Linked DNA regions of Mus musculus: all the other regions are linked to region 1. The links are chromatin contacts, called in public Hi-C maps. All regions are on one chromosome and are shown on one strand. Each heading gives the region's core, a stretch centred on a gene start, on an enhancer-like site or on the middle of the called end of the contact. The rest is flanking DNA. Distances are from core to core; before and after follow the strand shown. Region 1 overlaps St6galnac3 (ST6 (alpha-N-acetyl-neuraminyl-2,3-beta-galactosyl-1,3)-N-acetylgalactosaminide alpha-2,6-sialyltransferase 3). Region 2 overlaps St6galnac3 (ST6 (alpha-N-acetyl-neuraminyl-2,3-beta-galactosyl-1,3)-N-acetylgalactosaminide alpha-2,6-sialyltransferase 3). Region 3 overlaps St6galnac3 (ST6 (alpha-N-acetyl-neuraminyl-2,3-beta-galactosyl-1,3)-N-acetylgalactosaminide alpha-2,6-sialyltransferase 3).

Region 1 (3,355 bases), core at 510-3,009:
AGCTCTGTCGGTGTCCAGGGATAGAAAGATGGACACAACACTGAAAGAAAAAAAGGTATGACGTGTGGTTTAGTATTGGCTGCAAAATGCCTCTGTAAACACTGTCAAAGATAGCTATGTAGACAAACCTCTGCTTTCTTGTACTATCACCAGTATTCATCAGAATTATGGCAGCTATCGTCCTTTTATTAAATGATTTAGACCAGTAAACTACATCTGGAAATGAGGAACATACAGAGATGGGGAGGGGGGGTAATCAAGAGTGGAGGAGCAGGCTCACTAAGCCATAATCAAGTTGAAATCACTTCAGCTGGGGAGCAGACCCACTGTGAGGCTGTCAGGACAGTCCTTAGGCCTTCTGCGATGGGTAGAAGGTATGTGCCTGGCTGGGTTTGTCCTGGTTCCACAGTCTGGGCTGGATGAAGTGCTTAGATTTCCTGTAGACCTGTCCATTCTGAATGACCATGTTCATCCTGTGAAGCCATGGGTATCGCTTCAAAGATGATTTTAACACTCATTTCCCTTTCCAACTTGCGATGGGATTTCAGAGCTTTGCTAGCCTCGCTGATTATTAGCCCTTTCTGGGCTCAGTAATGAGAAGTAAGGAAATCCATGGTTTAGCCTGAGTCAAGCAGCATAAAGTGTGGGGCTCCGGGTAGGCTTCCCCTCGTGGCCCACGAGGAAGCCTGTCAGGCACTCCTGCACAGAGCCATGGGAGCAAGAATTCCAACCAAGTCCACAGAGCCTGGACAAGCAGTCACTTTGGAGCAGGCGATGCATTTATTCAGTAAATAACCTGCTCCCCTGTGTGTGCTAGGCATGGCGATTAGATTCCGTCCCTTCCTGGTGGAAGCTCCGTCCACTTAGGAGTTGAAGATTCTCCTCCAAAGAAGCCCAGAGAAGCCCACACTGCCCTCATGTTTACCCCCCTCCAAGTATTTAAAGTCCCATTGCCCCAAGGGGATGCTAGCAAGATCCAGGACACTGGAAGACAGGTCATAGGGCAGAACTCTTGTGACCAGGATTAGAGTGATCTCCTAAAGGGGGCTGGAGGAAACCCCAGCATATCCAGCCACAAAGAAGACACCGCTTAAGAGGAAGAGGGCTGACAAGAAACCTGCTGAGGCAGCAAACCTGCTGGTGGCTTATATCAGGATTCCCATCCTGTGGGAAGTAATATGGGTATGGTAGCACACCTATAATGCCAACGCAGGGAAATAGAGGCCAGAAAGTCTGGAGTTCAAGGTCAGCCTTGGTTACATAGTGAGTTCAAGGTCAGTCTGAGCTACATGTGAACTGTCTCAAAACAGCAAACAGTAAATGAGACAGATCCATATAAATAGCTTTTGTTGTTTATGACCCACCCAGGCTGAAGTATTTCATTAGAGGAGCCTAAACACACTAACACAGTGTAGCCTGACACACGTGCACGCACACACACAGACACACACATGCATACACACACACACACACACACACACACACACACACACACACACACCTTGGCCTTACTTTTGCCAAACAGTGCACCACTGATAACCAGGTTTTTTCCAGCCCTATGGTTTGTTCCCAGAGGAGGAAGGCAGAGGAACCCAGTCTTCTGGGCTTTTTGTCTCCTACCCTCTTCTGTCTGCTTGCTGTCTCTGAGGTGGACCTTGGGACTTGTACAGACTCCAGAGTGACATCCACCACTCCCACACACCGCTCCTCGCGCTTACTGCATTTAGGGTTTTACACTCAGATCAATGCGCGTGCTCCTACCTCGCTTCCCATGCAAGCTGCTCCGTCCTCTCTAGCATTTCCTTAGCGCTTTTCTTAGCCTGTGAGTCATCTAATGATCTCCAGAAGATAAAAATAAATGCCAGGAAGCATATGCTGTTTTGTAGGTACTGTTCTAAGCGCTCTGGATAGATTAATTCTGTTTGTCTTCGCAGTAACTTTTATGCCTCTGTTGGTATTATTGCTGTAGTATCTCTTTACAGGTGAAGAGAGTGGGGTTCAGAGAGGCCATTGTCACACCAGTAGTAAAGGCTGTCACCGGGGTCTGAGTTCATCCACTCTGACCCACATTTAACCCACCATGATATCTCTCAAAGGATCAAATTAATGGGGGGGGGGGACTAAAATGTGACATTGGTCCTATTAAAGAGACCAGTGAACAGAGTGAGCTTCCAAATGAGCGATGACTGCAGGCAGACTATACCTGCTCATCAGGTGATGTAAATCTCATATCTACTCATATCCACCATATATCTACTATATACCACCAGGTGATGTAAGTGAACAGCTTATATCTACTATGTATGGTGAATGCAGGTAGTCTCTAGGACATCGAAAACTCGTCAACAGCTTACAACTGCTGTACAGGAGTCATGACAACCCTGCTGGGCTCAGGAAGACAGTCCCTAGGCTGTGCCTACATAAGCAGGCTAGCAAGAGAACCTGGACAAGTGTCCTGACAATGACTTGAAACTGTAACTCTAAAGGGAGTGAAGTGCAGTGAAGGCAAGATCCCCTGACTGCTCTGCACCCAGCGTGGTCTGAGAAGCAGCCACTTCCTGTGGCTGACATGAATCCAGGAGGGCTCAAGAGTGGCGGGCATGGAGAGTTGAATGTCCCCAGTTGTGTGACAGATGATCAAACGAACTCAAACAGGGATAACTGGGTGGGGGCCAGATGGGCATGATGATGACCGGGGACTGGATCCTACTTTGTCAGCCCCAAGAACAAATATGCAACCTTGCAGTGAGGGGTTGGGAGACTCTGGGTTGTAGTACACTGAAACAAAAGACCGTACACCGAGAGCATTTGCACTTGGGTCATTTAGATGACTGGAAATTTACGATAAAGTTAGGAAGCCTATGTTTTAGGTTGGTGCCTTGCTATGCTGGGATTCAGGCCTGCTGTAGCATTAACCAGGGACAGCCAAGCAGGGTTTGAGAAGCATGCAGGAGTGGCTGCTCTCCCAGACACGATGGCTCCATAGGTCTGTAGACTGCCCTACCCTGCACCATGAGGAGAAGCAGACTGGGCATGGGTTCCTGGCATCAAGACTTCCTCCAATCATCCTGGGCGTGGTGGGTGGCAGGAGAGCAAAGGGCTCTACTGTGAAGATATGTGTACGAGGTCCTTTTCTCGTCACTATGACCAAATTCTTGGCAAGAAGCAGCATGAGGGAGAAGTTTCCTGTGGCTCAGGGTGTGAGCAGACCCCCCCCCCCCATCTCGGTGGGGAAGGCATGATGGCAGGGACCCGGTACAGGTAGGAAGGAAGTCGCAGCTGTTCCTTGATCACATCTCTGTGGCTGAGCATGGAAAGGAGTGGAATTCCGGCTCCTCTCCATTTAGTTCCTCCT
Region 2 (3,355 bases), core at 571-3,070, 420 kb before region 1:
TTGCACAGATTCCAAGAGACACGAGAGTTTGGACCCTCGTAAGCCATCAACCTCTCCCAGGGTGGATCAGAAAAGGCTTTCCTTTTGGCATTTCTATTAACTTAGTAGAGGCTGTCTCATGTAGCCAAGGCTGGCCTTGAATTGACTCTGTAGCCAAGGATGTCCTTGAACTTCTAATCCTCCTGCCTCATCCACTGTGTGCTGGGATTTCTATCATGTACATCCACACTTGGATTTGAGGTTTTTGCTTTTAGACTGTCTGCTTGAAAAATGATTGACTTGTGAGCCTGCTGCCTGGTTAGGGAGTGGCATTGGAAACCCTGTGTAAGATAAGTTGGTAAATCAGTGAGATGCGGGTTTCTAGATCTTACCTTTTTGTTTGTTTGTTTGTTTGTTTGTTTTAAAGGGATGGACATCCAAAAGCTGTCACGGTGATCTAATAGATGCAGACTGCTAAGCAGCCAGGCAAATAGAAGCCTGAGTGTTGAGGCACAGGGTGCTGTTGTGTGTCTGTGTGCATGGGCACAGGGTATTCGTTGTGAGTTCCCTGAAGGTGGCCCAACTTTTCAGTGAGACGTTCCTGAGTCTTAGAGGATTCCTGGCATCCTGTCCTCTTTGACTTCAATGGCTCCTCCCCTCCCGCCTCCCTCCTCATGTCCTGTGATGTTCACCCCAAACAAATTGGTCATAAAAGAGTGGAATATGCAGGGTCGGGAAGAATCAAATGTGGTTTTGTTTGTTTATCTGCAGGACGATTGAGAAACTTTTAAATGTTTCCAAAGAGGGGTTGTCTCATTCCTAAACTTATTCCCAGTAGAACTCCTCAGGATATAACCACACAGAGCAGGGTTCCGCAAGACATGCATCCCTCCTCCTCCTCTTCCTCCTTTTCCTCCTCTTCCTCCTTTTCCTCCTCCTCCTCCTTTTCCTCCTCCTCTTCTTCCTCCTCCTCCTCTTCTTCCTCTTCTTCCTTCTTTTCCTCCCCCTCCTCATTTCCTCCTCTTCTTCCTCTTCCTCCTCCTCCCCTCTTCCTCCTGTTCTTCCTCTTCCTCCTCCCCTCCTCCTCCTTTTTTCTGTTCTTCCTCCTCCCCCTCCTTCCCTTCCTCTTCCTCTTCCTCTTCCCCTCTTCCCCTTCCCCCTCCTCTCCCTCCTCCTCCTCCTCCTCCAGCCTCTGATCCCCTTTCTGTCCCATACGGGGTCTTATGCATCCGAAGATGAATCACCCCAGCTGGAGCTAACCTGATGGCTCCCTTTTTCTGCCCTGCCTCTCACAGACATTTCTCAGAGAAGCTCCCTTGGCTCAGTGATGTCTGTGAATCAAGTCTGGCATCCTTGAGCTCATACTCAAGACCCTGTTCTTAGAACAACTTGCTACGGTGTTTCCTAGGTCCCAACTCTCAGTGTTAAACTGTAGCCGCTCCTACCACCATGCTCCACTGGCCCAGCCTGCTGTCTTGCCCACTGATCTGGTCCTGCTGTGGGGCACCTAGGATGACCGATGCTTCAGATGTAGGCTGAGTGAGTGAGCTCACCCGCTGCCTCTGCTCAGGCTCAGGCCTTGCTCTGCTCCTGCCCCCTCTTTCGTTCACCCCTCACCCGTCACCATCTCCCTCTGCCCATCAGAGTCCAACTCTCTAAGAAGCCGTTCTCCCTGGAAGCCTCCTCTAATCGCGACCTCCCCGTGGCTGCTGTTTGTACCAACTTTCACAGTAAGTGCATTCTGTGGTGAGGTTTCTTTTCAGCTGAAAGGGATAATGGAAGATTCCTGTTCGCCTCTTCGCTCACCATGGAGCCTGCTCAGAAAACTACAGCAAACAGAACAGACCCAGCATGTTCTTTCAGCCAGCCAGCTTGGCGGGCGTCTCAGGCTGACAGTGGACTGAGTGGACTGTGCTGAGGCCTCTGTTCCACTTCTTCACGAGCCTTGTGGCGGGGCCTCCTATACTCCAGGGGCTGTTGCTGGGATTTTTATTTCTCTGAAGTTTGTTTCCTTTTCTAAGTACAGTTCTTTGGTAACAAAGGTCCATCACATTAGTAATATGCTCTGGGGATGAATTCCGCCCCGTATGTTCGCAAGGTAAGCATCGTCCTGACTGGGCTAGCCCTTCTTGCCCTGCCTGATCTGCATCCTCTCTGTTCTCCACTTGTCACCTGTGGCTACCTAGGCTGTAGCAGGCAGGCTTGTGCAAGTGTCGTCCACATATTATAACTGACCCGGTCATAGGGAGCTCCAGGACTTGTCTGGTGTGCTGAGTGACATTTGCTGAGGGACACAGCAAGAGGCTAAAGAACAAGGGTCTGTCTGCGGGCTGGAGCTAGCCTGAGATGCTTGCTCTCACGAGTGAGGTGCTGCATGGTGAAAGGGTGACCTACCCGTGCAGCTACAGTGGCAGGACAGTGTGGCACACTGCATTTGGGCTGGGTTGTCTCAGGTCTGACAGCTCCACTGATCCAACGCTTTCTTACAGACTCCCTTTAAGAGCCTCTTTGTGGTTCCTGTCAGGATGGCTCCATCAGTCACCAGCCTGGTGAGCTGCTTTTATGCCCAGTTTCTGGTGTGAAAGCCATGATTCTTTCAAGTTAGCCTCAACGTTCCTCTTTAACCTTTCCCACTCTGTTCCAGCTTACATTCCCCCCTTAATGGTGTTAGGCAAGGCCGACGGCAGACATCAGGCTCCCCACTCTTACCTGTGAGCAGGGCTGGCCATGAGGTTTCTTCATCCTCAGCCTGGGTTGGGTCTTCTTCCCTAATTGCTTTCTGCCGTCTTCCCAGGCACACCTGCCTTAGTGTATCCCTAAGGTGTTAGCCTGTTTACTCTCTTCCACATCCATGGCGTGGTGGATGTAGTGGGGACTGCTGTCAGCTTCCATTGTACAGCCACAGTGGCCTTGCCCTCTGTTCAGTGTATGCGTTGGCAGGGCACTGAGACCTTCCCTTAGGTGTGAATTTGCGTATCTGTAGACTGCATTCACTCGCAACGTGAGTCTCACTTCTGAGTTATCTGGAGGATGTTAATGAAGGGTTTCAGGTGCAGAGGTACGTGTGGTGGCCTCTAGTGGTGGCTGCTCGGTGCAGCAGGTTGGGGGCCAGTAGCTGTGTGGTTGTTTGAGACAGCCCGTGACACATATAGAGCGAGTCTTTCCACCTCAGCCGATGCTCACAGGCACGCCCAGAAGTGTGTTTCCTAGGCGGCTTCAGAGACGCCCCAGCTCTCCGCTTACACCGGACAGAGGATGCCAGGCTCCGTGTTCCTGTGAATTTGGCTTCTTTTTACCAGAGATAATCGAAGTTGGTCGAGCAGTTGTTCCCTTAGCACCACTGTCAGGGAGCACTGACATTTCAGGTCCGTGGACT
Region 3 (3,355 bases), core at 346-2,845, 330 kb before region 1:
GTGTTTATATCCAGAAGACTAGTCTAGAGCCATTGAGGATCTTGTCCTCCTGTGTGGCTAGGTAAAGAAATCAGTTTTATGGTGACATGAAGGGCCCTCTGGAGTGGGGTAGCCTGGGAAAAGCACCGAGTCCCAGAGTACCCACACCAGTGGAGCTCTGGGATTTGCCTAAGCGATCCATGATGTAATAGACCTCCATGATGTAATAGACCACCATGATGTAATAGACCTCTACCGCATGGTTAGGGTGTAGCTCTGTCCTCGAGGTATCTGAACTTTGGCTGGAAAAAAGGAATGTGCAAACCCAGCGAGACATGGAAAACCTTTCCAACATGGAGTGTCTGACGGAACACACAGTGTACTGGAAGACATTGGAATAATCAGGCTATATGGCTGGCTTTTTAAATTTTTTTATTTCTGTGTGTGTGTGAAAGAGAGAGATAGGGGAGTGGCGGGGGGAAGAGGGAGAGGGATTCTCGGATTTTACTTCCTCCAAAATTCTCCAGTGAATGAGGGCGTCAAAAAAACTCTGAAGTCTTTAAAATGCGCTGAGAGCATTTTGTTTCCAAGGGAAGATTTATATTCTCCCAGCCTTTTCAATCCTGTTTTCCTATCTTATATGCTATAAACCAAACCTCATTCAGGAAAATAAAAGATGAATACGAGCTCTGAAAGAATACAGAATGGGGACACTCAGCCGAAATGGCCATAATTTCTTCTAGGAGAAGAAAAAAAAATTAAGCGTGTGGTGAGAAGCATTAAGACGCAGGGCTGCTACACGCTTACAAACAGCAGCTGCGGTAATGGAAACGTCTGGTCAGGAGGCCAAACCCGCAGACAGCGAGCAGGCTGAGCACTTTGAGGTCTATATGGACAGGGATTCATTGGTAAGAGGGGGCGGAGTGGCTCCACTGCCGACCGGAAATGGTTACGTGACCCTTCTGCGTCGGTTCCTCCTGACCATCATCAGCCTCCTTCTGGCTCGGATAAGCCCTTAATGTAATTCCAGGGCTTGCTTTAAAATCATTTTAAAGCAAGCCCTTAATGTAATTCCAGGGCTTGCTTTAAAATCATTTTAAAGCACTAGCACTTTACAGTTTATAGATCACCGTGGGGAGGACTCTAGGGAGAAAGGGCGCCATGACCGGTGTCTACTGAAGACAGACAAAGTAACTGAACAGCAGTGCCCAGCACTGCGTCTGCCTTAGAGTTGAATTCAAGTGTGCACCCTCACTTCCAGCGAGTTTGTTTATTTGCTTTGTTTTGCAGGGTAGCTGAGGTTATCTCAGTGACAAACCACTTCCCAAATTTAAGACAATCTCCTTCCACGGGGAGAGTGCAGACTGGTTCATTGTTGTCTGCTTTTATCTTCAGACTGACACATAAAATAACTAGGCTGTGACCTTCACACAGGTAGTCGCACCTGCTCCACAGCCTGACTGCACACAATCCTGTGGCTGACCTGTGTTGGCGGCAAGTGGGAGGTTTTGGGGACTGGCTTCCTATTTAGAATAATCCTGGTCTGCAAACGTGGGAGGGAAGCTGGGCCATTCGAGAGCACCATGTGTCGGCCTAATCGAAAGATGCTGAAATGGCAAGCTGTTGGAAGAGAACATCCCGTGCCGTTGATTCGCCAGCCCACGCTTTCACAAGTACCTTCCTGGAAGCCGGTCTGTGTTCTTTGTGTGGTGGCCTTTTAAATGTCAGCCTGCAGAAGGGTTTCTGTTTTTAGTTAAGGCTGATCTCTAAAGCAATCAGATAATAGTTTAAAGTCATAGCTCCCACTCGCTAAGTACTTGTAATGTGTTGATGCTGGGTTCTATATTCTCTTTCCATGAAATTTTAGGTAATATCTTTTGTCAACTCAGGTGTCACCTTGACTCAACCTAGTGCCACTTGGAAGAAGGATCCTCCACTGAGGAATTGACTGCATCATATTGGTCTGTAGGCACATTTATGGGGCATTGTCTTGATTATTCATTGATATATAAGGGTGCAGTCCACTGTGGGAGGGGTCATTCCTAGGCAGGTGGCCCTGGGCTGTACAGAAAGCTAGCTAAGGATGAGCTTGTGAGAGAACAAGCAGAGATGGGGCCAGCAGAGTGGCATTCCTCCCTGGTTCTGATTCAGGTTCTTGCCCAGGGTCCTGCTTTGATTTCCCTCAGACATGGATAGTGACCCAGAAGGGTAGAAAGAACTGAATCTTCTTCTCCCCAAGTCCTTTTGGTCAGAGTGTTTTATTGTGGCCAACAGGATGAAGGTAGGACAGGTAGTGCTGAAAAGACGGCAGGTGCACAGGTGTCACCGCACATGTTAATCATGGTTTGTCAGGCGAGCACTTTCTAATAGCTTGAACATATCTGTGTGTCTGATGTATTATCTTCTCGATGTACTGTGGACCCCTGGAACGATCCTGTGCCCATTGACTGGCACAGAGGTATCGTGTATCTGCCCACCCCTTCAGTTAGGAGCTGAACCCAGAGCTTTGTGCATAAGAGGCAAACGATCTCCCAGTGGGCTTCCATAGCTCTGTATATCATAAGTCTTTTTCACATCATTGTGTGAGTGTGTGTGTGTGTGTGTGTGTGTGTGTGTATGTTCATATGTGTAAGGGTTGCCATGGCATGTGACAGTGTAAGGACAACATTGAATTGATAGAAGAATTTTTATTTTATTTTTTATTTTTTTTCCATTTTTATTAGGTATTTAGCTCATTTACATTTCCAATGCTATACCAAAGTCCCCCATACCCACCCGCCCCCACTCCCCTACCCGCCCACCCCCCCTTTTTGGCCCTGGCGTTCCCCTGTTCTGGGGCATATAAAGTTTGTGTGTCCAATGGGCCTCTCTTTCCAGTGATGGCTGACTAGGCCATCTTTTGATACATATGCAGCTAGAGTCAAGAGCTCCGGGGTACTGGTTAGTTCATAATGTTGATCCACCTATAGGGTTGCAGATCCCTTTAGCTCCTTGGGTACTTTCTCTAGCTCCTCCATTGGGAGCCCTGTGATCCATCCATTAGCTGACTGTGAGCATCCACTTCTGTGTTTGCTAGGCCCCGGCATAGTCTCACAAGAGACAGCTACATCTGGGTCCTTTCGATAAAATCTTGCTAGTGTATGCAATGGTGTCAGCGTTTGGATGCTGATTATGGGGTGGATCCCTGGATAAGGCAGTCTCTACATGGTCCATCCTTTCATCTCAGCTCCAAACTTTGTCTCTGTAACTCAGAAGAATTTTTATAGTTTATTGATATCTATGCCAGATTAGCTGGGATTCTCTTACCTCTGCCTCCTATCTCTTTGTTGTGGGGTCACAGATATGTGCTACCACACACTGATTTATGTGTGTCCTG

The links. A called contact is a pair of places that touch in the nucleus more often than the background predicts.
Region 2: a contact with region 1 is called in a Hi-C map of cerebral cortex, with 3 times the contacts expected there. The contact joins two enhancer-like sites. A contact is called at or near these places in 13 of 484 Hi-C or Micro-C datasets (the Ba/F3 cell line, the N1E-115 cell line, adipose-derived mesenchymal stem cells and 5 more), 3 of 115 datasets of contacts at active chromatin or transcription factors (T-cell acute lymphoblastic leukemia and embryonic stem cells) and 1 of 9 other capture datasets (embryonic stem cells).
Region 3: a contact with region 1 is called in a Hi-C map of cerebral cortex, with 2.3 times the contacts expected there. The contact joins two enhancer-like sites. A contact is called at or near these places in 1 of 484 Hi-C or Micro-C datasets (cerebral cortex), 2 of 115 datasets of contacts at active chromatin or transcription factors (embryonic stem cells and neural progenitor cells) and 1 of 9 other capture datasets (embryonic stem cells).

What each region holds. Positions count from the first base shown.
Region 1 is chr3:153,237,000-153,240,354 of GRCm38.p6, reverse strand. The region is part of intron 3 of St6galnac3 (ST6 (alpha-N-acetyl-neuraminyl-2,3-beta-galactosyl-1,3)-N-acetylgalactosaminide alpha-2,6-sialyltransferase 3); the gene reads left to right. Among named protein-coding and RNA genes, the nearest start is that of Gm33066, 14 kb to the right of the region's middle. Within about 2 kb of position 1,759, at least 25 of the 459 cell types and tissues checked have an H3K27ac peak or open chromatin away from gene starts, as enhancers often do. A contact at or near this core is called in cerebral cortex, where this site is marked.
Region 2 is chr3:153,658,281-153,661,635 of GRCm38.p6, reverse strand. The region is part of intron 1 of St6galnac3 (ST6 (alpha-N-acetyl-neuraminyl-2,3-beta-galactosyl-1,3)-N-acetylgalactosaminide alpha-2,6-sialyltransferase 3); the gene reads left to right. Among named protein-coding and RNA genes, the nearest start is that of Gm52633, 64 kb to the right of the region's middle. Within about 2 kb of position 1,820, at least 29 of the 459 cell types and tissues checked have an H3K27ac peak or open chromatin away from gene starts, as enhancers often do. A contact at or near this core is called in cerebral cortex, where this site is marked.
Region 3 is chr3:153,569,546-153,572,900 of GRCm38.p6, reverse strand. The region is part of intron 1 of St6galnac3 (ST6 (alpha-N-acetyl-neuraminyl-2,3-beta-galactosyl-1,3)-N-acetylgalactosaminide alpha-2,6-sialyltransferase 3); the gene reads left to right. Among named protein-coding and RNA genes, the nearest start is that of Gm32721, 19 kb to the left of the region's middle. Within about 2 kb of position 1,595, at least 26 of the 459 cell types and tissues checked have an H3K27ac peak or open chromatin away from gene starts, as enhancers often do. A contact at or near this core is called in cerebral cortex, where this site is marked.